7 separate regions of the Mus musculus genome follow, and regions 1, 2, 4, 5, 6 and 7 are each linked to region 3. A link is a contact called in public promoter capture Hi-C data. All regions are on one chromosome and are shown on one strand. Each heading gives the region's core, a stretch centred on a gene start, on an enhancer-like site or on the middle of the called end of the contact. The rest is flanking DNA. Distances are from core to core; before and after follow the strand shown. Region 1 overlaps Zmiz1 (zinc finger, MIZ-type containing 1). Region 2 overlaps Zmiz1 (zinc finger, MIZ-type containing 1). Region 3 holds the start of Rps24 (ribosomal protein S24). Region 4 holds the start of Zcchc24 (zinc finger, CCHC domain containing 24). Region 5 has its middle 33 kb from the start of Zcchc24. Region 6 overlaps Zmiz1 (zinc finger, MIZ-type containing 1). Region 7 holds the start of Anxa11 (annexin A11).

What was found. Promoter capture Hi-C pulls out the DNA fragments that hold promoters and counts their contacts. Capture Hi-C pulls out chosen DNA fragments and counts their contacts.
Region 1: a contact with region 3 is called in a promoter capture Hi-C map of pre-B cells, with 6 times the contacts expected there. The contact joins the enhancer-like site here to the promoter of Rps24 in region 3. A contact is called at or near these places in 17 of 39 promoter capture datasets (the 3T3-L1 cell line, 3T3-L1-derived adipocytes, the C10 cell line and 9 more), 1 of 15 datasets of contacts at CTCF or cohesin (the NIH/3T3 cell line), 11 of 484 Hi-C or Micro-C datasets (cerebellum, cerebral cortex, cortical glia and 5 more), 23 of 115 datasets of contacts at active chromatin or transcription factors (the 230-238 cell line, bone marrow-derived macrophages, craniofacial prominence and 16 more) and 2 of 9 other capture datasets (adipose tissue and embryonic stem cells).
Region 2: a contact with region 3 is called in a promoter capture Hi-C map of embryonic stem cells, with 5 times the contacts expected there. The contact joins the enhancer-like site here to the promoter of Rps24 in region 3. A contact is called at or near these places in 15 of 39 promoter capture datasets (the 3T3-L1 cell line, 3T3-L1-derived adipocytes, the C10 cell line and 9 more), 1 of 15 datasets of contacts at CTCF or cohesin (large pre-B cells), 3 of 484 Hi-C or Micro-C datasets (bone marrow-derived macrophages, embryonic stem cells and immediate neuronal precursor), 23 of 115 datasets of contacts at active chromatin or transcription factors (the 230-238 cell line, acute myeloid leukemia, craniofacial prominence and 13 more) and 2 of 9 other capture datasets (embryonic stem cells and pancreatic islet).
Region 4: a contact with region 3 is called in a promoter capture Hi-C map of adipose tissue, with 6 times the contacts expected there. The contact joins the promoter of Zcchc24 here to the promoter of Rps24 in region 3. A contact is called at or near these places in 6 of 39 promoter capture datasets (the C10 cell line, cranial neural crest, hippocampal neurons and 3 more), 10 of 115 datasets of contacts at active chromatin or transcription factors (the 230-238 cell line, astrocytes, bone marrow-derived dendritic cells and 7 more) and 2 of 9 other capture datasets (adipose tissue and liver).
Region 5: a promoter capture Hi-C map of pre-B cells shows a contact between it and region 3, with 6 times the contacts expected there. The contact joins the enhancer-like site here to the promoter of Rps24 in region 3. A contact is called at or near these places in 11 of 39 promoter capture datasets (the 3T3-L1 cell line, 3T3-L1-derived adipocytes, the C10 cell line and 7 more), 1 of 15 datasets of contacts at CTCF or cohesin (large pre-B cells), 2 of 484 Hi-C or Micro-C datasets (olfactory sensory neurons and pro-B cells) and 7 of 115 datasets of contacts at active chromatin or transcription factors (astrocytes, embryonic forebrain, embryonic hindbrain and 4 more).
Region 6: a contact with region 3 is called in a promoter capture Hi-C map of pre-B cells. The contact joins the enhancer-like site here to the promoter of Rps24 in region 3. A contact is called at or near these places in 9 of 39 promoter capture datasets (the 3T3-L1 cell line, the C10 cell line, HPC-7-derived erythroid cells and 5 more), 1 of 15 datasets of contacts at CTCF or cohesin (large pre-B cells), 1 of 484 Hi-C or Micro-C datasets (bone marrow-derived macrophages), 20 of 115 datasets of contacts at active chromatin or transcription factors (the NIH/3T3 cell line, SST interneurons, T-cell acute lymphoblastic leukemia and 16 more) and 1 of 9 other capture datasets (pancreatic islet).
Region 7: a promoter capture Hi-C map of pre-B cells shows a contact between it and region 3, with 8 times the contacts expected there. The contact joins the promoter of Anxa11 here to the promoter of Rps24 in region 3. A contact is called at or near these places in 8 of 39 promoter capture datasets (the 3T3-L1 cell line, 3T3-L1-derived adipocytes, the C10 cell line and 5 more), 4 of 484 Hi-C or Micro-C datasets (CD4 T cells, CD8 T cells, pre-pro-B cells and 1 more), 6 of 115 datasets of contacts at active chromatin or transcription factors (large pre-B cells, pro-B cells, regulatory T cell precursor and 3 more) and 2 of 9 other capture datasets (adipose tissue and liver).

The regions. Positions count from the first base shown.
Region 1 is chr14:25,545,242-25,548,827 of GRCm38.p6, reverse strand. All of the region lies in intron 3 of Zmiz1 (zinc finger, MIZ-type containing 1), which reads right to left. Among named protein-coding and RNA genes, the nearest start is that of Mir3075, 13 kb to the right of the region's middle. Within about 2 kb of position 1,402, at least 73 of the 459 cell types and tissues checked have an H3K27ac peak or open chromatin away from gene starts, as enhancers often do. A contact at or near this core is called in the 230-238 cell line, adipose tissue, bone marrow-derived macrophages and 4 more, where this site is marked.
Region 2 is chr14:25,664,193-25,667,948 of GRCm38.p6, reverse strand. It overlaps Zmiz1 (zinc finger, MIZ-type containing 1), which reads right to left. Exons shown (of 24, transcript NM_001310666.1): 24 at 1,206-3,756. Among named protein-coding and RNA genes, the nearest start is that of Gm52102, 4.8 kb to the right of the region's middle. Within about 2 kb of position 2,173, at least 22 of the 459 cell types and tissues checked have an H3K27ac peak or open chromatin away from gene starts, as enhancers often do. A contact at or near this core is called in embryonic stem cells and pancreatic islet, where this site is marked.
Region 3 is chr14:24,489,238-24,492,625 of GRCm38.p6, reverse strand. Rps24 (ribosomal protein S24) reads right to left here and starts at 1,948. Exons shown (of 6, transcript NM_011297.3): 1 at 1,868-1,948; 2 at 811-876; 3 at 510-719. The coding sequence starts at 1,870.
Region 4 is chr14:25,766,751-25,770,438 of GRCm38.p6, reverse strand. Zcchc24 (zinc finger, CCHC domain containing 24) reads left to right here and starts at 1,367. Exons shown (of 4, transcript NM_001101433.2): 1 at 1,367-1,828. The coding sequence starts at 1,583.
Region 5 is chr14:25,800,456-25,804,159 of GRCm38.p6, reverse strand. No RefSeq gene overlaps it. Among named protein-coding and RNA genes, the nearest start is that of Zcchc24, 33 kb to the right of the region's middle. Within about 2 kb of position 1,524, at least 21 of the 459 cell types and tissues checked have an H3K27ac peak or open chromatin away from gene starts, as enhancers often do.
Region 6 is chr14:25,523,110-25,526,543 of GRCm38.p6, reverse strand. All of the region lies in intron 2 of Zmiz1 (zinc finger, MIZ-type containing 1), which reads right to left. Among named protein-coding and RNA genes, the nearest start is that of Mir3075, 9.6 kb to the left of the region's middle. Within about 2 kb of position 1,378, at least 50 of the 459 cell types and tissues checked have an H3K27ac peak or open chromatin away from gene starts, as enhancers often do. A contact at or near this core is called in pre-B cells, where this site is marked.
Region 7 is chr14:25,840,559-25,843,981 of GRCm38.p6, reverse strand. It overlaps Anxa11 (annexin A11), which reads right to left and starts at 1,827. Exons shown (of 15, transcript NM_013469.2): 1 at 1,687-1,827.

The sequences.
Region 1 (3,586 bases), core at 153-2,652, 1.1 Mb before region 3:
AAATAAACCTGCCAGGAGGGAGACAGCCTCAATCTGTCCTCCATAAAGCTGTCTCAGGGCCACCAAGGACGTCGGCGGATGGAGGGGACCGGAGATAGCTCCTCCTGGAACCTCTGCTGCCCCCACAGCCCAGCTGGCCTCCAGATCTGACTTGGTGAGGGTTCCAAAGAGGGACCTGGCTGGGTTTCTGGGGCATAGCGGGTGACAGGAGGGGAAGGTGGGGGCCTGAGGCCTTTTTTATTTTTTTTTGGCTTTCCTAACCATTTGCACACAGATACAGAAGGCACTCGATACTGACATCTGGACCAAGTGAATGGAGGAAGGCATTGTCATGTTTGCAGTTAACAGAAAGAGCTTGGGCACAGCTGAGTTGGCTTCAGGGTGAACCACAGGCAACCTATGTCAAACTACAAAACTGAGCCTCTTGGTACCTAGCTCCCAGGCCCATGTAAATCCACCTTCTCTAGAAGCTTCCTTGTAGGGTGGGCACCTCCTCATGGCATCCTTGGTAGCACCCATCCTAGCAAGTGTGGGCAGGAGAAAACTAACTGTCACGTACTCTCATTCTCTCCTTGGGGCCATGAAGAACCCTGGTTTTTAAAAACAGTGACCCTCAAAATCTGCTCATGACGTACGATCAACAGATGAAAGGATCTTAGGAAGTGACAAGGCGGGGTAGGGGGTGGGGGGGAGGCGGGGAGCCCAGTGCAAGGCAAGAAGGAACCCTTGGGCAGAGTCAGGGCAGTTCTGTTTTTCTCCTTCCACTTCTGTGACTGTCAGGCTGGCCACAAGTAACACGCGTTACTAAGGAAAACAGGACATTATTAAAATCGGCAACGAAGATGTGGCTCCCACTAAATGCTGCTGCCTTCCTGAGTTTATGGCACAAACTCAAAGAAACCCAGGTTGCATCAGACAGTGAACACCACTCAGAATCTTTCTCTGAGACCCGCAGTCCCAGAAGAAGACTGTGTCAGCCTTGTCTTTACTGTGTGACACTGGTCATGCTCTGTCCTTCTCTGTGTGCCGATGTGCTTCCTGAACTTGCCTTCTCACTTCACAGGCTGTGCATGAAGACAAAGGGGTCTTGACAGATTATATCTAAAGTGCAAGTAAGGCTCAGAGAGCTTCTTCTATGAGTGGGCCACTGTCGGGCTGGAGGGCAGCTGAGGTACTTCTCAGGCAGGGTGGAGGAGTCTGGCCCTGACTCAGGAGGCTGGGGACCAGCTGAAGAGCCACTGTTTACAGTGGAAACAGCCTTGGAGCAGGCTCACTTTTCCACTGTTTTTGTGGCACTGCTTTGGGGGGTGGGGTGGGGTGGGGGTGGTGCAGGGCTTCCTGAGAGCGGGCCAGCTTACCAAGGCCGCATGGAGCCCAGCCCCGTGTCGGCCTCCAGCAGGAAACACATGTTTTCATTTCACAGGTCCTGCTAGGCAGTGTGTGCAGGCTGGGCTGCACGGAGACTCAGGATGTCACTCCTCCAGCAGCTTCAGCCACAGGTACCCATCATATTTCACGCTGCGAGCAGCTGAGCACCCAGGAGCACTCTGCAGACCACAACCCAGGCTGGCAAATTTCCAACCCAGTGGAACTGTTCTAGGCCCAGGGTGGCAGCAATGCCAGTGGACCACTGCACACTTATAACGGGCCAGCCAGGGCGGCAGCCTCAACGTCTAGGGGTAAAAGAAGGATTTCACTGTCTCTTGCTCTGATCCTGGTGAGCTGTTCCGGGTTTCATGCATCGTCTTTGGCTTGAGGTCAGAGACATGCAGGAAGAGATCTCCCTCGGGAGAACAGGTGCAGACTGGAGCTGTGGCGGATAGAGGCCAGAGCTATGCATTTACTCTAAGGGCTCTGGGCCTTTCTAGACAAACACTTCTCAACTCCAGGCCTTGGTTTCCCCCCAAGGCAGGAGACACTCAATGGCTGCATCCTCAGAGTCCCTGGCCCTTAACATCTCCATTTGGCTTGTTCAATGAGCTCTTTACCACCCTAGCATCCCATCTCTGATGAACAGTTTGAACATGCTAGTCCCCACCCGTACTAGACTTCCATTTTAAAGGCTGGGCTTGCAAGAGGGCAACTATTCTGTAGAAGGGGTTCCCAACATGAATATCCCCTCCATGGAAACTGAGAAGAAATAGCCTTGTGTTCTTCTACTAACTCAACGTTCACTGGCTCCCCACTGCCCATCAAACAAAGGTGTGCCCACAGGGCTTTGTCCTGTGACAGGCCTCCTAGGAGTCTCTCTGGAGCTCTACCTGAGTGCTCAGCTATGGGACTAGCTTTGGCTTTCTTCCTGATGTCTCATGTTCTATCCAGTTCAGCATGGCTTCTCCCTGTGCCTCTCATAGGAGCTGTGGGTCTCAGGCAGCCCTACAGAAGACTCTCTTTGGTTCTGCAGCTACAGTAAACTGGGTACATTGACTACCTTAGAGGATGCTAAGAAGGCTCCTACCTGGGTGTCCTGTGCCACAGCTGACAGCATGGGATATGCTGGCCATTTTGGTATTCCTGGATAAGGCTAGCTCCCACTGGATGGCAAGGATCCATCCTCCCTCTTTATTACTCTACACACTTTCTTCCTGGACTTACCCCGACTAGTCAGAAAATAAGATGAGCCGAGCCCAGGTGCTTTGCAGATAGCATTGCTGTGGCTCTCCAAGCAGCTCCCTGTCTTATGGGAACTAACAGGGAGCCAGCCCTATCCCTGTAAAGATGCAGGTGGCTCCCTATGCCCATGGTTGAGGCTGGGGCTCAGGCCTGAAAGTCAGGTGGGGCCAGTTCACATTCTGGCTCTGCCTTCCACTGGGTGTGTGGCCATGGGTGGAGTGCTTAGCGTAGCCATCAGTGCCTTAGTTTACAAACAATTTGTGGTTGGTGTTAAGTCCCGCCCCCCTCCCCAAGCAGAGTCTTACTATTTAGTCGGAGTTAGCTTCAAACTTGAGGTAATCCTCCTTTGGCGCAGTCGGAGTTAGCTTCAAACTTGAGGTAATCCTCCTTTGGCGCCGGCAATGCTCTGAACTGTAGGCGAGTACCCCCACGCCAGGGTTAAAACAAACATCTAGGAAGTTTAAGTTAGATGGCGTACACAAAGAAATGAGAGCAAGTACTAACCAATACAGCTACCATTAAGGCTCTCCTGACACACAGCGCATAGTCTCAAGCAGTCATGTGCACCCCACACGGTGACACCTTGACTGACTGCTAAATTTGGGTTCAGTGGCCTTGGGCAAGTCACTTGCGCTCACCATTTAGCCATCAAAGTAGATTCTTAAAATTCTTCCTCAGTCCCCTCCTATGCCTCTGGTTACCTCAGTGCCAGAGCTAGCAGGGTGTCCTCCGTTCCTGCAGCCCTCTAACCTATTTTCACAGGGGCCACGCCCTATGCCTTCACAGCTTGGAGGCCTCTGAGGAAGGATGCCCGGGCACTGGTCAGTGCATTCTGGGGCAGAGCCGGGAGATCTGGGAAACTCACATAGTTCAGTGTCAGACGATGCCTCTCCCTGGAGCTCTGTGTTCATTTAAACACCCGAATTATCACACGGCCCACAGCTCAAGGCTGGAGATCGCTTGCTTCCTTTCT
Region 2 (3,756 bases), core at 924-3,423, 1.2 Mb before region 3:
GCAGCTTAGCAGCCACCAGGCTCTCGTTTTTAAAATGTGAATCTTTCTCTTCTCACCGCCATCTCCCATTCAAACAAGAAACTGTGGCCTCCTTATCAGTTCCTGCCTTCCTTGGAGGTAGTACTTCTCAGTGCCCAGGCCCCATAGGCAGCCCTTCAGCCTAGCTGGCTCTGGTGCACACCCACCCAATCCACTCCAGGTGTGTCTAATCTTCCCTTTCCACACAGTCAGTATTGGGGAGCCTGCTAAGCTGACGTTTGTAGTCCTTGCTGAGGGACTGCTAAGGGGGCCATGTTTGCTTTTCTTGCTCAATGGTCAGGCTGTGTGAAGGAAGAGCACTGTTGGCTACTGGTCCTGACAATCTGATCTACTTCCCAAAAACTTAAACTGGACACACAAAAATAGTCTGTGCTGGGTGTTAGAATTGAGGCTTGAGGATCGAACCTATATAAAATGCAGTCACATGGTAAACTCAAGCTTGGCTGGGAACAGAGCAGGGAAGCAGCAGGGCAGAAGCCAGGTGGCCATAGACAGCGCTGCATAGCCTGCAAGGAGAGCAGTTGTTAAGGCATTTATGGACTATGGCTGTGTCTAGATGCTGTGGACAGAACCTGATTTGACACGGACAGGCTCCTGTTCCTAGTCTGTCAGAGGCTCAGCAAAGGCTATTAGCCTGAGTCACAGATGGCCTAAGGACTCAGCTCCCCTTCAGGACTTGGTCCTGTTGAGGGTCCTATATTTAGCCAGTCATCACAAAACTTTGTCCCACAAGCCATCAACAAGAGATATCGCTCCTCACCAAGAGGGACAGATGCCCAGAGCTATTCACAGTCACATGGGTTTCAGGATCTCATCTGGGGACACCAGGGCAGAATTCTTCCACATCAACACCCAGACCACTCCATTGTTTCTGTGTGTGCACAGACCAGCAGGATAGGGTGGTGGTTTAAAAACCAAAGCCTGGAGAGAGGGCTCAGAAGTTAAGAGCACTGTCTGCTCTTCCAGAGGTCCTCAGTTCAAGTCCCAGCAACCACATGGTGGCTCACAAACATCTATAATGAGATCTGGTGCCCTCTTCTGGCCTTAAGGCATATGTGCAGGCAGAATGCTGTAAACTTAATAAATCTTAAAACAAAACAAAACACCAAAGGCCATTCCCTCAGACCAGTCCTTAACACCCATAAAACAGCTAACTCACCAGAACCTTCATTTTTTGTCCATTTATTTAGAAAAAAATTAACATGAGCAAATGAGATACCTCAGTGTTACAACAGAGTATAGAAATGTCTAGCAATAATCAAATAATTTGATCTTTAAATACAAAATAACCACATGAACACCTAATATACAGGTTTCATCTGAATACATATTTATTAGATAAATATTAGAGGTCACATCATCTAACTGCATACAGCTTTGCAAGACTAGAAATCACAATTAGTTTTTTTTTTCTGACCAGTCAAAAGTATGAAATGATTGCAGTGTACATACGATGTACAAAGACAAGGGCGGGTTCTGTGGACGTCACTTCAGGCTGCACGTGTGGGTGTGGATGTGTGTACGTGTGAATCACCTGTGATCATGATATCAAAAACTTATACAAAGTATATGAATTTGGTTACAATTTTCTTCTGAAATCCCCGTTTCTCTTCATTGTTTCCATAGCACCCTAAAAATACACAGGTGGCAGGGCCAGGACACAGAAGGTAAATAGTACATGTAGGTAAAAATAAAAACAAAAGGGAACAAAAACGCCTCTGCACACAGGGTCAGTATATTACAGGAGACAAGGACGGAGTCACGAAGGCTAACAAACGGGATCTAGTATTCCACGTAGAATGAAGGAGTTCCAAGCCTTTTGTTGTTTCTCTGTTTTGTAAAATAAAAACAATACACATTCCGGGAGAAATGAATGTATCTTGTTGACATGTCTATTTCTCATTTACATATGTACACACGGCCCTTGAGTCGCTGCTGCTCTCTGCCTCGTCTGGATTGGTCAGGCCCGAGGGCCCATGGGGAGCAGACCTGTAGCTCTCTGGGATTTAGGGCTTCCGTTAGGGAGAAAGTGTTAGGAATCTTTTAAAAAATAAAATGGCTACAGGATACGTGAGACATGAATAAAGCTTCAAACCAAGAAGATGAGGGTGATCGCCTGTGCGGGGGGCGGGGCCTTTCCCATCTGCGCATGCTCTCTCCCAGCCCAGCCGCTTAGCTGAGTGGCGGCTGGTACGTGCCTATGGGTGGGTTGCTCGTTGTGGTAAAGTGGCTTGCTGAGACCTCATTTCGGAGGTTACTATGGCTCCAAGTTGTTGTAAGAAAGGACTGAGGATCTTTCCAGAGCCTAGGCCTGCCTCTGTTTATGGATGTCACCTTTACCTGCGTCTGTCACTACCAAGGCATGGCTCCAGCCCCCGATGTCTTTGTAGCTCTCTCAAACCCTGGATCGGCTCCAACATTTCTCTGGAAGGAGACATTTCCGGAGTGTGGGCTTCAGGCTCTGTGGTGAACTTGCTGGTGGGCACTTGCCTGGGAGGGAGCCTTAGGAAATCAGCCTCAGGTGTAGCCTCGGGTGTGAACGGAGAGATGACCAGAGAGGCTGGGCTACTGGGAGTGTCTAGGCCTTTTGCACTGGAAAGCTGTGGAGAACCTGGGCATGCCTTGACAGGAACTAGCAGGGACCCCAGGCTGTTCTGGGGCACAGTATCACGGCAAGAAGCAGGAACTTGTGAGAAAGGCATTTGTCAGTCTGAAGCTGAACAATCCGTACAGTCCGACAGAGCACGGCCCTGTGCCGGGCCACCGACACTGGGTAGGGATAGCCACGGGGTACCTGGTGTAATGTCCCTACCAGCTGACTGAGAGTGGTTCTCAACAGTGGGTTGCCTGGTCTCTCAACTCGAGCACAGCCGCCTCTTCTGCTCCTCTCTCATCTGTACAAATAGCCCTGGTTGGTTTTTGTTTGTTTTTGTTGTTTGTTTTTGTTTTTTTAAAAAAGGACTCGGGTTTTGTCACTGAGTCAAGATATTTTAAAAACACCAGCAAAGGCTATAACCAGGTCATGAAAATGTTGAATATTATCAAAGACAATACTAAAATATTCACAAAGATATTTACAAAAGCGATTCTTAAAATAATTGATTTGCATACTGAACACACTGCTTGAAAAAACCTTAACAACAGGACAAAGGAAGAGGAGGGGTGGGGAGGTGGCAGCTTTCCTTGTGCCTTTTTTTTTTTTAGGGTGACAATAAGTCAACAGCTAGGGGTCACCTTTCTGGTTCAATCTATATTAAGAGTGCCAGGGAGCACAGAGGGAGGCTAATGACCGATGACAAATGAGGACGCTGGCAGTGGACAGGAGGCAGGAGAAGGCCTTGGGTGGCAGCATCGGAGAAGGGAGCAAAGAATTTACAGATGGGACTCATGTGAGCGGACAACCTGGCATCACCACAGGCATCACCGTAGGCCATGAGGCTCAGGGGGACACAGACCAGCCTGGCACAAAGCAGGCGAGTGACAAGCCAGCAGGGGACTCTAAGCTGGATGGAGTGAAAAAGCAGAGGAGGGCCAGAGGCTGCACTTGCTGGGTGAGCAGGAGTGTGGAGCGAGCTCTGGATGGAGGGAGAAATACAGGGAGTGACAGGCCATAAATGCCACAAAATGCCTGCCTGCTGAGATGCTCTGGTGCACCCAGCAAAGGTCTGGGCTGGAGACAGGCAGCTTTGAGCAGAGAACCTGCTGGACCAGACTGAG
Region 3 (3,388 bases), core at 699-3,198:
CATGCCTGTAATCTCACCACGCTGGAGACAGAGGAGGTCAGCCTGGGCGACAGTGAGAAGTCACCTAAAAGAATGAAATAAGCCAGCCAGGTGCATCCTGACCATCAACCAAGCTTGTTACCCATTTTGGACTACATGAAGTTTGTACATTTTTAAAGGTACCATGTGTGCATTGTATATTGTATATGGTAACTTTCCCATTAAATGATACCAACTTTTCCTAGGCATGGACGGCAGCACGGCTCATACAAAACAGTGAGGTATGGCAGTGCACACCTGCAATTCCACTACTTAGAAATAGAAAGCCCAGTAAAGACTGCTAAGTTCCAGTTCAGAAGGCCAGAGAAACTGCATGGAGATGGGCTAGTGGGTAGGTAGAACACCACAAGTTTGGCCCAAACTGCTTATTGTATCCCAATATACACTGGAAAACAAAATCTAACTTGCCATCCTAACTCAGTCCAGGCTGGGATTACAGGCATGTATCCATTAAAGAATAAGATACCTACTCTTGCCAGTCTGTGTTTAGGCTCATTCTTCTTTGCATAATCTAAAGAATCATAGATCATGCCAAAGCCAGTGGTCTTGCCACCACCGAAGTGGGTTCTGAATCCAAATACAAAGATGACATCTGGTGTGGTTTTGTACATTTTGGCCAGCTTTTCCCGAATTTCTGTCTTTGGTACTGTTGCCTTCCCAGGATGAAGGACATCAATGACCTATAAAGAGGTGTAAGAGTCAGTACTCCTTACAAGTTAACTACATCTTCAAAAGCAGACACAAAGACCACATTTTGACTCTGATCCTTACCATCTGTTTCCTCTGAAGCAGACGGTTGGTCATGAACTTCCTGGTCCGGATGGTTACTGTGTCATTCTGCAGGTAACACACAAGTCAGTAAGATGTTAAAAATCTCGTCTTGCCTTTGCTCTGGCCTTTCAGCAATTACTAGCAATGCAGTCTAGAAAGAGGCAGGAATTGGGGACAAGCTATAAAGGAAAGAAAAGGCAAAAAAGCCCCAAAGCAGGCGACAGCGCCTCATAAACTACCATAAAACAACTCATTTTCTCTCACGTCATCCAAACTTCACTTTAGATTATGGCTATCATTTGAAGTACTACTGATTTTGTGATCTCACATATTGATTTGAGAATCCCTGATCACCTGACACTGGACACCACCAGGACTCTCTACATGCTGCAACCAATGCCTCTAGTGCTTGGAGAGAGAAGTCTCAGTGGTTCCCAGCATCTCTCAGTGGCTACCCAGACACAGGACTTCGCCAACTTCTTCCCTAATTAGAGTAAGTACCGCAGTAGCTGGCATTCAGCGAGCTTAAACAGACACGAAAATTAGCAGAGATCAACTCAAATCGGCAGCTTGCACATGGCTGCTTGCCTTCCGAGCTCGACTCGAGGAATCGGGATTAAGTCACCTCGATAGCACCATGCACGAGTCAAAGAACAGCCCGCGCGTGGCGGAAGGCTCAGTCCTCCGCCTCAGAGAAGTGGACAAGGCCACTTTTTGGCGGTCCCCGAGGCACCCAAGTTCTGCTCCACCGCTCAGTCCGCTGGCCCAAGAGCCGGAGGCGCCTTCGTCACCTTGGCCCGCCAGCGCCCGCCTCACTCGTGCCCCTGAAGCTCCACAGGGGTTTCCATAGCCGAGGCCCGGGAGCCCAAAGCCCGGCGTGTTCCGGACGGCGGTGCCGGACAGCCGCGACTCGGCGACCCCGGGCGACCGGCCTCCGTGAGGCAGGCCGGAGCAGAGTAAGTGGGCCCCGGATGGCTGCAGCTCTAGTGGGGTCCCCGAACAGGCAGGGATGGCGCGGATAAGCGACGGATAGTGCTGAGAGCCCGAGGAGACTCACCATGATGGCTACGGCGCCGGAGCTGGAGAGGAGGAAAAGAGGACCGCTCACTGCCGACCAATCATATCAACGCGCAAGGAAGGACCCCAGCGCGGGGGCGTGGCTAAGGCCTTGGGGTAGACTACAGCAATGCCTGACCGAAAGTACTTGAAGCCACGCCTCGCTAGCCCTTAGCCACGCCCCAGACCTGGGCTCTGGCTGGCCTGAATTGGATCCACTCAAATTGATGTATGGTTACACAATCGCGTGTATATTTCCCATTCCCTTCTTTTCCGTCCTGCATTTGTATTTTGTTGTTTTCTGAAACAGGAGTTCACTATATAGCCCTGGCTGCCCTGAAACTATCGCTGTAGATCACGCTGACCTCGAATTCAAGAGAACGGCCTGCTTCTGCCTCCCAGGCACGTTGGATTTGAGAAATGTGCGCTACTTCACCCAGTAAAGTTCGCTTTCAATGTCATTTGTTTAAATCGGCGGTTCTCAGCCAAAGGGTCACGACCCTTTTGCAAGGGTTGCCCAAAACCATCAGGAAACAGATATTTACATTACAAGTCAAAATCACAGCAAATTAATTACAATTAAGTAATTACAATTAAGTAGCAACGAGAATAATTTTATTTTTTAAGTATTTATTTATTTATTTTTGGGTTTTTTGAGACAGGGTTTCTCTGTGCTGTCCTGGAACTCACTCTGTAGACCAGGCTGGCCTTGAACTCAGAAATCCGCCTGCCTTTGCCTCCCAAGTGCTGGGATTAAAGGCGTGCGCCACCACTGCCCGGCAGGAATAATTTTATAGTCAAGAGTTAACACAATATGAGGAACTGTAGTAAGAGGCCGCAGCGTTAGCAAGGCTAAGAACCACTAGTTTAAATCTTAGAGGCAGGTAGTTGGTTTAAATTGTTTCCACTAAGCAGGGCCTAAGAGGTAGAGGAAGGCAGATCTCTGAGTTTGAGGCCTACAAAGAGTTTTGGGTCAATCAGGGTTGCACAGTGAGACGCTGACTCAAGAATAAAATAAAGTGCCGGGCGGGCGTGGTGGCACATGCCTTTAATCCCAGCACTCGGGAGGCAGAGGCAGGTGGATTTCTGAGTTTGAGGCCAGCCTGGCCTACAAAGTGAGTTCCAGGACAGCCAGGACTACACAGAGAAACCCTGTCTCGAGAAACCAAAAAAAAAAAAAGAATAAAATAAAGTAAAACTTGTCTCCAAAAAAGTTCATCTTGAAGGCATTTAAGAAAGCCATTGGGGTCGGGGTGGGGTGGGGGCTTTGATCAGGGCGTAAAGTAAATAAATTAATTAATGAGAAAAAAAAGGCCTTTCAGTCAGCATCCCTGCTTTACACCAGGGAAATAGCAGAAACCTTAACTACTCACCCCTATTGCATTGACGTGACACCACGAGTTGCTAGTGACTTTTTCATAAGGTTTTTCGTGTGTGAGGCTTTAGGTTCTTTAAAACCAGACCTTCGAAGCCCATGCAAGGTCTTGAAAAATCCATTGCATTGCCAAGAATGATCCTGAAT
Region 4 (3,688 bases), core at 118-2,617, 1.3 Mb before region 3:
TGAATTCAAGCATCTACAGATGTGCTGAGGTGTCCTGGCTTGGTGACTGGTTGGGGGACAAAGGACCTTCCTGAAACAGCTTCTATTTACTGAATCTATTTTTCCACTCAACAGCTACCCAGTATGAATATAATCATTCCCATAGTACAGAGAACACAGGCTGGTTGGCAGAGGGGAGGTGGCTCATCAGAAGTCCATTTACTGGCATTTTAACACCAGGCTGAATGGCTTCAGGGCCAAATGAGGTGAAGGTGACTTGAGTCCCCATAGGGCAGTCAGTTCCTCTGAGTTGGCACTGAGAGGTTGGACCTGGTTCTTGGGTCCCAGGATATGGGGCAGCACACACCATTCTGGGACTGTGAGGTGAATGAAGGCCTCAGGATCTGGGAAGCCACTGGCTAATGCGGGCTCCTCCAGGAAAATGTGGGTTTCCGAGATCTTGTAGGCCAGGGTCCTGGAACCCCTTCAAGACACTAGGGAGAGCTGACGCTGGACCCAGGGAGCAGAAGAGGAGAGAAAAGCCAGCCTGGAGTAGAAACAGGAGAAGTGGAAGAGATGGGAGGGGGTGTAAGGGGGGAGGAGAAGGGGAGCCCTTCCTTGGGCAGGAACCTGGGGCCCCCCTCAGCGCAGGCTGTCCGCAAAACGATTCTGCAGATGGAAGGAATTAAGTGGGAGGGGGAGGGTCCTATGGTGATAGCGCGAGGAGTGTGTGTGTGTGTGTGTGTGTGTGTGTGTGTGTGTGTGTGAGTGTGTGTGTGTGTGTGTGAGTGTGTGTGTGTGTGTGTGTGTGTGTGTGTGTGTGTGTGTGTGTTTGAGGGAAGCGAGGGAGACAGAAGGAAGCTTCAAACGAGACACGTTTAAAGTGTCGTTAGAGAACATCGAGACAGTCACAGAAACACAATCGGACTAACAGCAAGAGGAGGGACTGGGAGAAGGAAAAGCTGCAAACGCCTAATTAACTAGAGAGCTCCTGGGAAGTGATGGGAACCAGCATACAGTAGAACCAACTGAATGTTTGGGCCCAATTGATTCTGAGCTCCTAGGCTGGGGAGCTGAGCTGACCCCGGGGCGGAGGGGGGAAATTCGGGAGGGGCCGCTCCTGGTGTGGGGGTCGGCGGCGTGCTACATGTGCGGACCCGCCTTCTTTCTTGTCTTGCCCCTCCCCCACATTCATATTCAATAAGACAACCAATGGGGGAGCGAGGATAGGACCGAACTGGCCGGGGTGGGGCGGGGTCTCTGTGGACCCCACCCTAGGAGCGGTCCCCGGAGGGGTCAGCGCAGAGGCAGATAGCGGATCCCCGGGCGAGGCGGGGCTGGCAGCAGGCGGGGCGGGGCCAAAAGTTTCCTGCCCAACTTTCTCTGCCTCTTTCCTCCGCCCGTGCGCGCCCACTGCTGCAGTTCGGGGAGGCGGCGGCGGCGGCGGGCGGCTGCGGGCAACGCGCGGGGCGCGGGACGCGGGGCGGATAGCCGTCGGGGCCGGGGCGGCTGGCAGTGGGCACAGGCTCCCCGGTGCCCGCCCCTCCGCCGGGAGGGGGGCGCGAGCGGGCGGCCGGGGAGGGGCCGGCACCGCCACGGCAAAATGAGCCTGCTGTCTGCCATCGACACGAGCGCCGCCTCGGTGTACCAGCCAGCCCAGCTACTCAACTGGGTCTACCTGTCGCTTCAGGACACACACCAGGCTAGTGCCTTCGATGCCTTCCGGCCCGAGCCTCCCGCCGGCGCCGCGCCCCCGGAGCTGGCCTTCGGCAAGGGCCGCCCGGAGCAGCTGGGTTCTCCCCTGCACTCCAGTTATCTTAACAGCGTCTTCCAGCTGCAGCGCGGAGAGGTGGGTGCCCCAGCGCGCGCCAGCCCGGCGCTCACTGTTTCAGGCCCCTCTTCTATCTGTTCCGCTCTTCCTGGCATGGCCCAAGCCGGCCCCGCATTGCCCAGTTCGGCTTGGCTTGACTTCGATCAGCTCTGCCAAATTTGCCGCCCGAAGTCCCTGGGGCACCAGGAGCGCGTCACCTCCCGGCAGAGCCTCCCGGAGCAGCTCAGGCCTGGGCAGGGCCCTCCCGCCCCCTCTCCGAGTTTGGAGCCCTGCTCCTAGTAAGCAGGCTCAAGGGTGTCTCCGGATTCTCTGCAGACTGCCGGGGTGCGGCTAGGGCGGGGAGCCCCTTCCTAGTCTTTCCTTCGCCCAACCTTATGAACTTTTCTGGCTGCCATTCTCTGGGACGGAGGATTGCAGAACCTGCTCTGAACTCTGAAAGGGCCTAAAAGAATCCTCCCACCGACCTCCATAGTTCTTAACCTGGAGGGCTCCCTGGAAAGTAGTTGCTCTTCCAGGGGCTTTTTCTCCTGTTCCCACCACTTGGGAACCCCTAGATCCACCCTGCAGCTGCTTGCCCTCCCCCAGGCACATAGGAAGTGGTTTCTGAGGGCTTGACCTAGCAGACTGTTCTGTCCCCTGCCTTCCCAGGCTGGAAGGAAATGAAAGGGAAATCCTTGGGGGGCGGGGGGGGGAGGGTTAGGCTGTGGCGATGGGAGGGCTCCAGCTGCCTAGTGCCTTCTCCCAAAACCTGGGATGTGTTGCAAAGGCTGCCTGCTCAATGGATTCGGTTACAAAGTCTACTGGACAGTGCATGTTACCAGCTAGATAAATACACAGGTGGCCGTGACCTCCCAGCCTCCTTTGCGGGTCTTATCCAGAGCCTTCCCAGAATCCATCTACTAATGGCACCCCACATCCGTTTGCTCCATTTTGGAAATTGCCAATACCCTCTGTGCCTTTCCCTTGCCCCCTGTGGTTTCCCTCTGCTAAAAGACGCAGGAGGTAGAGGGACACACACGGGGTCACTTTCACCTCTGACCCAGAGGTCATTGCGAGTGAGGCCTGTATATGCTGGAGTGTGCTGGGGTTGAGATGTGGCGTCAGGAGATCACCCTTTCTGGTCTCAGGTATGTGTTCAACACTGCCATGGTTTACGGGAAGACTCACAGACATGTGAAAGGCCAGCACTCCCAAGGCTGCCCTGCTGCCCTATGGAATAGAAGCTGTGCAGGAGGTCTGGGTATGGGGGCAAGACTGGAAAGGTGCCTGCAGAGCCCGGGGTGGGAGTGGGGGTGGGGGTGGGGGAAAGCACTTACATGCCAAGGCTCTTTATAAACCATAACACATGCTCTCTGCCCTGCGGAATGGTTCCTGGCTGGGATCTTCTTTCTTGTAACAATGTGTTGTCTCTTGGGGAGCTGACTTTAGGTGACCAAAGGCTTTGGAGAACTGTTTGTGGAGTATTTCTTTACTGGCTGGGTGTTTTCCATTATTAATTCTCTTAGCAAATATTTGTTGAGTTCTACACAGGACAGGGGTGAGGAGCCTGGGGCTGGGGGGGGCAGGGGGGAGCATAGACAATACGTGTGTGAGAGGAAGGTGAGTGATGGAGTGTTCTCATGGCTCATAGTTGGATAGAGGTGCACTCAGGGAACATCTTTCATCTAGGGAGATGACTGTGACCCAGAGGTCCCATGACCCAGCAGGGTCCCTAAGGAGCCTTTACTAAGACTCCCTCAGCTCCCATCCCAGCATCCCTCATTCCTTACATGTGGTCTCTGCTGGGTTGCCCATCAGTCAGAGATCCTGTCTTTGGACCCCAGCTGTGGTTCAGGGATTCAGGGAGACCACAGCTACCCCCTACCCCTTCATTGCTGT
Region 5 (3,704 bases), core at 275-2,774, 1.3 Mb before region 3:
TAGGAACAAGGAAAGGACAGTCAGATGCCAGTTCCTTAGGAGACAGACCAGAGGGACACTTGGAGTCTGTGGGCCAGGGGAATCTGAGAAAGCTTACAGGTGGAGTTTTGCTTACACCAAGAGGCTCCCACCCCAGAGCCAGGTCTTGCCCCACCATGCTGGGTAGAAGCTTTCCTGGGAGGCACAGCCAGTTCAGGGAGCATGGAGTTGTCCGAACGCCACAAAGTAAAGCTGGGCCCAAGGTTTCTGACCCAGTGAGTAGCATTCCGAGAGGCCTGAAGCCTGAAAGGCCTGCGGAACCCCAGGTATCTGAGACCCCAGGCTTCACAATGACTTGGGTTGAGTGGCTACAGCCTCTGGATTCTTCTCAGACCCCTGCCTGGGCCTGTCCTGCAGCCTCTGATACTCCCGTTGGGGGCACAAAGGAAAGTTGAGTTGGGGGTTAAGGGTTGGGAGGGGAAGCCTACAGCTGAGCTGGGGGCCTGGGAAATTTGAGCCCAGCCACAGGCGGCCACAGGCAGGAGAAAGCCTGCTGAGCCCTAGCCCAGCCTCCCCAGCAGTCCCAGGATTAGCTCAGCAGCCTTCACTGTGCCCTGGACATCTGTAGTCTGCTCCCCTATCTCCCAGGTTCATGGAGGTGAAGGAGCCAAGGGACAGCTGTGTCTTAGAGCCTAAGACTAAGAGAATCCAGCAATGGCAGTGGAGCTGTCTGGCCTCGGTCCAGAAAGGCCCTCCCCCTTCCCCTTGCTTATGAGCCCCAAGGAACTTGGATGAGGAGGAGAGGAAGAGCAACAACACTTGTGTAGCTCACCAGACACAGGGGCACTGAGGGCCCCTTACCTCATTCTCAAAACTGTCACAAGGCTACCAGCACTTGTTGCCTTAGCTTAGAAGACTGGCTCAGAGGGGTTAAGGAACTTGCCTTGAGTAACCCAGTGGAAGTGTCAGGATAAAAATCCAGGTTAAAAGCAGTCTACTTCTGAATCTTGAAGCCCATTTGGACCCCAAAGAATGAGAAGGCAGTAGCAGGTTGCCCTGTTTGCTGACTGAGAGCTTTTGGTGACCCTGACTACATCATTGGGTGGCATGCTGAGACAAGAGGCTTTGTGAAGGTGGCTGGATGATCTGTCCCATGGATCTGGCATCAGTTGAGAAGGTCACAAGTAGAGAACTCAGCTGGAAAAATAGAGGCAATTCGGCTTAGAGAAGTCTTTGAGGAGGACGGATTGTTGATGGCCTAGTACAGACTCACCAGCATGGGGACCCAGTTCAGCCAGGATAGGTTAAGTTTTGCTACAATAACAAACAATCCCCACATTTCATTGGCTTCCACAACTCTTTGTTTCCTGTTCCTGCTACTCATTCAAAACAGGTCAGCACAGGGAACAGGGTGGGGGCAGGGGGCTGCTGTGCATTCTGCTAGCTCATGGATTCAGGCCAAATCAAGCTTCATCCAGACAGTCCTCCCCATATTTTGGCAGAGCTAAAACTGCACACTAGCTTTTAAAACTTTAGCCTAGTTTTTACTGGCCAAAGGAAGTCACACAGTGTATTAGCCAGCTTTTATTCACTGGAAAAACATCTGATATAACTGAGAGAATAGTTTTATTTTGGCCTGTGGTTGGTTAGCATCATTGCTTGGGCCTATGTTGAGGTTGTACCATGGCAGAAGTATGTTGGAGAGGAGAATACTACTCATCCCATGTTAGCTGGGAGAAAGGACCAGGGTCCCAATATTCTCCAAGGCCATACCCTGTCCTAGTTAAGTTTTTCATTGCTGTGAAGAGACACCATGACCACAGCCACTCTTATAAAGGAAGTTTCACTAGGACTGGCTTAAAGTTTCAGAAGCTTAGTCCATTGTCATCGTGGTGGGAAGTATGGTGGCACACAGGCAGACGTGGTGCTGGAGAAGGAGCTGAGTGTTCTACATCTGGATTGGCCGGCATCAAGAAGAGAGAATGACACTGGGCCTGCATTGATTTTCTGAGATCTCAAAGCCCACCCTAGTGATACACTTCCTCCAAGAAGGCCACACTCATCCCAACAATGCCACATCTCCAATAATACCACTCCCTGTGTGTGTGTGTGTGGGGGGGGGCGGGGGGCATTTTCATTCAGGCCAATGGGACTTCCAACTTGGCCTCACCTATTAAAGATCCCACCACCTCCCAATCGTGCCCAGACCATATTACCACTTACCAAAACCACAGCCAGGGAAATATCTAACTTGATGCTGAACATAAGCATACATGCACCCTATCCTGCCACTGCTCAGAAGCAGACAGGAATGTCTCATGGATAACAACAATGACTACCATAGAGCCAAAGGGGCAACAGGAAAGGATGTGGGGGGAGGCACATTTCAGCATGATCTTCCCGGAAAGCAGCGTCTGTCAACGGCAGTTGGTAGATGCACCACGGGAAAGTACTAGAAGGTTCTTCATGGTCAGCGGAAGTTGGGATGAGGGCTTTACAGCCAGAAGTAGTTATGTCCAGTCCCTATTCTTCCCTCTTTCTTTCTTTTTTCTTTCCTTCTTTCTTTTCTTCCTTCCTTCCTTCCTTCCTTCCTTCCTTCCTTCCTTCCTTCCTCCCTCCCTCTCTCTCTCTCTCTCTTTCTTTCTTTCTTTCTTTCTTTCTTTCTTTCTTTCTTTCTTTCTTTTTTTTTAAAAGATTTGTTATTTATTTTATGTATGTAAGTACACTATCGCTGTCTTCAGACACACCAGAAGAGGGCATCGGAACCCATTACAGATGGTTGTGAGCCACCATGTGGTTGCTGCGAATTGAACTCAGGACCTCTGGAAGGCCAGTCAGTGCTCTTAACTGCTGAGCCATCTCTCCAGGCCCCCTGTTCTTTCTTAATGGCCATTGCTATGTGCAGACTATTTACCAGCTCTTGGCTCTCACCTCTTCTCCACAATGTGGGAATGAGACATCCAGTAGATTGCTGTGGAGACTAAATGAGATACTATTTTTAAAAAATGCCCGTACCATCCTCTACACCTGGCAAATCCTCCCCAAATCCATTGTGTTTCTTGTTGTTTCTATTTCTACCCCAGATCCCATGACCTTGCCCCTCCCAGAATCCTTGACTGCATCCTTTCTTCAGCATCTCACATCCCTAAGACATTATAGTCAGCAGCCAGGGCAAGGCAAGGAAAAAACTGCATTCTGGCCAAGAACACTAATTTTTCTGCACTTCTGCCCCATGGGTTGGTGAGGTTGGAACCTTCTCTGTGAAGCTTCTGATTTCTTATCCACTCCTATCTCCAGATGTTCTTCTCTTCCCATGGTCTAGACGCCTGCGAAGCAGCTACCTTGTTTATCTTATCTTCAGGTCTTCCCTGACAGTCACTGATCCAACATAGACCTCTGTGGTTTTTTTTTTTTCCCCATATAAATGGAGCCTTTATGTAAGAGCTTTTTGTGTGCAGCCGACTGCTATATCTGTGGCAGATTCGGATGAGAGGTTTCCCTGCTCCGCTCCTATCTAACACATCACTACTATCTGTTTCTTGTCACTCGGCAGACTTTTCTGCTTGCAAATGTGGGCTCTTTAATTTCTGATATAAAACTGTCCATACTCAGACCCTTCCCATAAATTTGAATGGTCCATTTGGGAGACATCAAGAGATGTGGTGTGGGCCAAAAGGGGGGGGGGGCACAGAAGCACAGAGGAAGGGCGGGACTTAAGGAAGCCT
Region 6 (3,434 bases), core at 129-2,628, 1.0 Mb before region 3:
AGCTCAGACATGGTTCACCTGCTGGGCTGGAAGACGGACAGAGGGCCCTCCTCACCCTCAGGGATGTGTGAGGAGCTTGTGAGTGGTCACCCAAGTCCAGATGTTCTCACCAGTCACTAGCTCATCCTCTGCCAAGGGTTTTATTTCACTGACTGCTTATGCTAGGCAAAGTGTCTTCTTGTCCCTGGCTTTTTACAGATGATGCCCAGAATGGACACGTGACTTGCTTGCGGGGACCACCAAACTGGCAGCAGATCCTGAACAAAGAATCTGGAATCTGGGCCTCCGGCATACAGGCCTGCCCTGAGGTGTCTCCTGTGTGCCTGAAGTCAGTGGTTGTCTGAAGGAGCCCAGTCATGCATATGCAGGGTGAGAAGCCCCTACCCGTGGGACAGCGTGGCAGGAGGCAGAGCAGGTCAGGGTCAGGGCACGCCTTCCTTTCTCAAGAGGGTAGGATTCTTGGTGGTGGCTCCCACGGGAATAGGAGACGCTTCAGTCGGGAAGCTTGGGTGGGCCAAGGTAGTGCTTGGGTCGGGCTTCCTGTGGGGGTGACCTGTGTGCCTGTGGCCCTGGGGACAGGACACGCTTCATTGTACTTCATCCCTGGGCTAGACCCATCCTCCCACTCCCCCCAGCTTCCTGTCCCATCAATTCACACTGGGCCCAGGGGAGAGGGAGGGCCTCAGAGGCCGCTTCATAAGGGCTGATCCTTTCTGGAGGCAGGACGGACTGGGAAGCCTGGTGGGCTTGGCCACCATGGCCTCTGACCTCTGAGCCTCTGACCATTTGGTTTACAGGATGAGGCCATGATAAAAGCACCACTTGCTTTCTTCCCCGGGCATACAACCTCGGATGTGGCTGGACAGGGCCTTTGGGAACTGGCTTTGCCTAGTGCTGACAGGTCAGACCAGCTGATAGTGTGCAGGGAAAGGTCCATGGAGCCACTGATGCACACTTGACTCTAGCAGCGTAGGTAACTTCAGCCCAATCTCCATGGCTCACAGGAGTTGGGGCTATATCTACCCAGGCTGGGGGTACAGTAAAAAAGGACGTGGGTGGCCTGCTCTGGGGGCTTAGTGGATATAAACACAGTCTCCTAGTTCCCCCCTGGCTCCTCACTGCTCCCCCAGGCAGTTCTTACACATCAGAGTAAGCAAGGCCTCCTAGCTGGCCTCTAGGCCTACAACCCTCTTCTGTCCATTGAGAGTGGGAGGGACCAGGGTTTCCCTGGAACACAGTTCTTCTGATTGCACATGGTAGCCCAAGTGCCCCCTACCCCCAACCAAGATTAGCCCCAGCCGGCCTCCTGGCCCTGGACATCCTGACAGGCGGGAATGTGCATCTGCTAAGCTTTGGCAGAACTGATAGGAGCCACACACTGGCTGCTAGTTGTAGACAAGGGGCCTGATTAGAGAGTTGGGACTTCTGAGGCAGGAAGCTTGGGAGGGGCTCAGAGATGCTGAAGGCCAATGGTCTGTGGCCTCAGACAAGTAGGGTGGAGGATAGAGGTCAGACTTCAGTCTAGTGGCAGGTGGCCAGCACACTAGAACAACCAGATGACTGTGGGCAGCGGAAACCCAACCTGAAGGCCCAGATGGCTCTAGCTTCATTACTCTGTGCCCGCCCAGCTCAGCACCCATATTCACATGGGACTGGTAAAATGGCAGTCACCAGCCACACCCCTCTGGATTTTCTCTGCACAGAGGCTCCCCATGTATCTTCTTCGTGCTGAATATTGTATCCTCAAATGTTATTGAAGCAAAGTCTGGTGATGCCCTGCATGCTCTGAGGTGGCCCTCGGTACCTCCTCATCTTGGCACCCAGTACTGAGAGTCCTTCTCCCTCCCAGAGCCCAGTTAGCTGTATCTCAATTCCTATACATAGCTGCTTCTTCTAACACGCCTTACCTTCTTGACCCCTTTGGCCTATCTGGGAGGCTGCCATTGATTTGACCATTAATACCTTTAGGGCTGGTTTTCCTGGAACACAGGGCTGGCAAGGACACATGCCAAGAAATATTTGTCAAAAGAAAGAAGAGAGGGATGAGCCAGCCAAGAAGGGGATACAGACAAGAACATAGGTAGCTCACCAAATAGGACTCCCTCACTACTCAGTGGCAACTACAGCTCTTCTCTTTCTGGGCCTGGAAGGACAGCACTGTTCCTAGAAAGACTGGCGAACACGGCAACGGCCAAGCGAGGCCCATTTCAGGGCTGTCTTATCCCGCCTGGAGGGTTCATAGAAGTCCCCAGATGTTCAGAGGTCATCTTGGCCTGCATATCTGTCAGCTGCAGGCAGCTGCTCTGGCTCTGGGAAAGGGGGCCCGAGGAAAGGCCCCTCCTCGGCTAGAAACACCTGCTCAGTCCTTGGTCCTCGAGGAACACAAGTCTCTTACCTGCCTCACTGAGCTCTGACTGGGGGCTTCGACATCCTGAGCTATGGGAGGTCAGACAGGGCAACTCATGACAAGGTCATAGGGTCCTTACCGTGGCAGGGGACTGGTCTCAATCCTCCAACAGGAAGGAAGTATGTCAGATATGGGGTTCCCCAGAGGTTCTAGAGAAAGTCTTTACCTCCACACAGACCAGGACTTGACACACAGTAGGGACATCACACACATTCATTGGCTTTCTGGGTATGTGTTGGGCCACAACAGTTGGAGGCAGCTTTCTTATACCAACCCCCATCTCTGGCTAGGATGCTGCCTTTTAGAGCTCTGCCTTGCCAGAGCTTCCAGCCTCTCTGAGGCAGGGCTGAGGGGAGTTTCTGTGGTCAGATGGATGGTACAGGCGCAGGCTGGAGAGTCTGCTGGAGAGGATCTATACAGGGCTGGTCCCAGCCCGGGAGCTCTAACCCCTGGCTCAGGGCCCTCCACTGTACTACAGCTCCCGTCCTCTGTCCTTCACTGCATGGCAGGCTCCTTGCTTCAGCTGGCCTGAACTGCTTACTTAGATAAACGGGAAAAGCAGCCACGTGATGGTCAAGGTTCCCTTGGTCTCACAGGCATGTAGGTACCCACAACCACACACTGTGGGCCAGGTGGCAACAAGGCCCTGTGGCACAGACTGGGCCAGCTCAAGTTTCTGAAGGACGAGTGACCAGTGGCCTTTGCTCACTTTGCTCTGTGCAAACGTTTGTTTTCTGCTTCCTGGCCCTGCTGGGTGGGAAGCCAGGACTGTGCGGGACACAGAGGACAGGATGGGGAGGGGAATGTGCCCACCCAGGCCTCTGTCTGCTGTTTTCCTTCCTCCCTCTGCCGGCCAAGGGCGGACACATGCCAGGTAGCCCCTCTGGCTTCCAGCAACTCTCAGATAACAAAGAATCCCAGAGCCAGGGCTGAGGATGGACTCAAGGCCCAGAAAGGAGGTCTCAGGGATTTGGCAACCGAGTGTTAGTTTCATAGCTGGACTCCATGGTATGACTTTGGGGGTGTG
Region 7 (3,423 bases), core at 578-3,077, 1.4 Mb before region 3:
ATAAATACAAAATGAAATTTGTTTAAAAATTGTAAAAATAAGCCTGGTGTAGTGGGATACAACTTTGATCCCAGCCCTCAGGAAGCATAGACAATCAAATCTTTGAGTTCAAGGCCAACAGAGTCTATAGAGTGAGTTCCAGAACAGTCAGGGCGACACACAAAAAAACAAACAAGAAAGGTAAAACTAGATTAACCATAGGACAGGAAAGCTCTCTCCGTGGATAAGAGTGAATACTGCTCTTGATGAGGACCAGATTTCAGACTCAGGACGTTCACAACTTGTAACTTCAGCTCCAGCGGAACTGAATATACACACACTTAACTAAAAATAATATAAATGCTTTTTTAAAAATATTAACTTGCTGGCCGGTGGCACAAACCTTTAATCCCAGCACTCAGGAGGCAGAGGTCTGTATGAGTCTTGATATTGAAGTTTGGGACCAGACTGGTCTACAAAGCAAGTTCCAGGCCAGCCAATGCTAAATTGGTAGACCTTGTTTCAAAAGCAAGCAAACAAACAAACAACAACAACCCCCACCCCAAATTAACAAGACAACAAATTAACTCACACAATCCTCACAGTGAGTCTATGAAATAAGAATTATAATTACCCTCATTTTACAGTGCAGAAATTAATGAGGTATCAGGAAGGGATGGAGGAATCCGAAGTGGACACCTGTCTTAGAGCAACAGACTGTGTGGGTGAGCTCACCTTGCTTCCCCAGCTAGAGAATCCCGAGAACAGACAAAGCCTTGGGGGAACAGCCCTGTTAATCCTCCAGGAATTCCCAACAACTGACGGAAGCAAGAAAATAATGAAGGAGAATAATGGGAGCAGGCTGAGGGTGAGCAAGACACCTGGCCCTTCCCCGCAAGGATCTGGGTCCAAGTCTAGTCATCCTTTCGACAATGACACACACCGCCATCAACAAAGTTGAACAGCCCAACCCAGGGCCGCATTTGTAGCTTTCTTCCGCAATAAGGCAGCCTCGGGGCAAGGCAGCCTCGGAGCAAGCAGGGAGCAAGCTAGTTGAATCCTGTAAAGGGATCAGACAGGTAGGCTGACACTCTAGGTGTAGGGTCTGGGAAACCCAATCTCCAAGGACGCCCACTGATTAGCCGGCGGGGAGAAAAATCTCTAAAGAGAATGTGCCCAGCATGAGTTTAGCTATTCTCCCCCAGATTTGTTTGACACCTTGTACGCCTTTAGGAGACTGGCCTGAGCCCACGGGACGTCCGGGTTGCCAAGCTCAAGCAAGCGTTCTTGAAGACTCTGGAACGAGAAGCGGGGGCAGGGGCAGAGGGATCCTAGCTGGATACGCGGTAAGGAAGACAGGCAGGCAACACGGCATCTGGCACAATCGTGCATTCTCTGGACCGCTTAGGAGCCTGCCTTATATAAACCCAGGGTGGCAGGTCCAGGAACCCGCGCCCTGCAGTTCCGGAGCAAAGTTCCCAAAGACAGCTTTCTCGGCCCGCTGGGCTCCGCTCAAGCTTCTCCCGGAAGCGCACTGAGGTAAGACCTCAGTCACCCCCAAGTTCGCACACCCTGGGACCCTGCGGTCCCAGGCTCACCTGCCCTGACCCCGTTCAACTCCGGGCCTTGTCCTCGGGGGAACATTGCACCCCACGCCACGCGCGAATACCCCTCATGCGGAAGCCGCCCGCCGGGACCCTCACGCACCTGGCACCAGGGACCGGGACACTGAGCTCGGATAGCAACTCCTTCCTACTCCCGCTTTCCTGGATCCTAACCCGAGAGTGTCTGCGCACGGTCGAAGGAGGAGCCGGCAAGGCGGAAAACTCTCCGGGCGCGGCCGCGTTTGTCGCCCCGGGGCGGAGCCGCACGAGATGGGCGGAGCCTCTCTGGAGGGGCGGGGTGCGTGGGACCACGCCCACAGGTGAGGGTTGCGCTTCAGTGGTAGCTTTGTAGGAAGCCCCGAGCTTTCCGGAGCAAAGCCGCTCTAGACCTCAGGATGAGAGGACATTCTCGCGGGTGTTTATTTTCAGGAGTTTGACAGCGAAAAAAAACTTAAAACAGTCACTGTGTACGGCAGGAGGAAACTTCACAATGGAAAAAATTACCACCTCAACCAGTGACCAGGGCCAACATCAGCAGTGGTAATTTATATTGATCTTCTGTCGTGTGGTGTCTTCCTCCTGGAGACACATGACCCCATAGTAATCGTGCAGAAATATCAGACAAGCCCCAATTGAGGAACTCAGGACTGTCCAAAACTCTCAAGGTTGTCAAAACAAGAGGAGTCTGAGAAGCTGTCACATGGAGATATGAAAACTAAGTAATGTGACATCTTGGATGGGATCCTGGGAAAAGGACACTAAGTTAAAAAAAACAATGACATCTGGACCATATATAGATTTAATAACAATGCATCAATATTGGTACATCTATTGTAGCAAAAATACTAATATGTTAATAACAGGAGAAGACCCACGTTGGTTGTTTATTTAGAAAAAGGTAGTATAGTGAGTATGATTGTGTAACATTTAAAAATAAAAATTAAGTCTCTTACTCTCCCCAGCTCACATTTAGGCACCTCCTTCCAGATGTTCAACACACTTCTACGTTTGTGTTGCTTGCTGTGCTTAAGCAAATGTATTTGTTTATAAAACAGGATTGCAGTATTTTTTTTTCCCCTCACTTTATATTCGAGTGTCCTTTCAACTGACGCCCCAGGACCAACCAGGTTCTTCGGAAGACTGCACAGGATCTCCCCCCACCCCTTACGGATTCTTCACTATCTAGCTCCCACCTGGGGTACACTTCTTTCATGGCCCACTTTTGATTTGCAAACAAGCCATTTGTCATTTGCATTTTAGGAGCCCAGTGGACTGTAAGAGCCGGAAGAAGCCTGGTTGGCAGGTGTGGTCTGCTTGCTCCAGCAGATCGGAATGAGCTAGCCTGCCAGGCTACTGCCTCACAGCGGGAAACTCAGGCTTAAGGTTTCAGAGTGAATGAATAAATAAATAAATAAATAAATAAATAAATAAATAGCAGAGGAACATGATTACTCCTAGGTATGGTGAAGGAGAAGGTTTATTGTAGAGAAAAAAGAGACATAGTCAAAGGCAGACACATCTGGGAGAATCCAGAATGGTCATGACCCAGAGCCTTGTGAGGAGAGTGGGGAGGGGAAAGGAGATGGGTGAGAGAGGAGAACCAGGTACAGCAGCTAGAAGCTAAAGGTACAAAATAAAGGGGGAGGGGTAACTAAAATCATTATATTATGTAGAGAAAAGCAGCCCTGTACCGTGGCCTGCAGAGTTGTGGGTAGAAGGCAGGTTATGCCAGCCACAGGCTGTAAGGTAAGGCAGGGTATGCCAGCCACAGGCTGTAAGGTAAGGCAGGGTATGCCAGCCACAGGCTGTAAGGTAAGGACTGAGGAATTCTGAGGGTCCA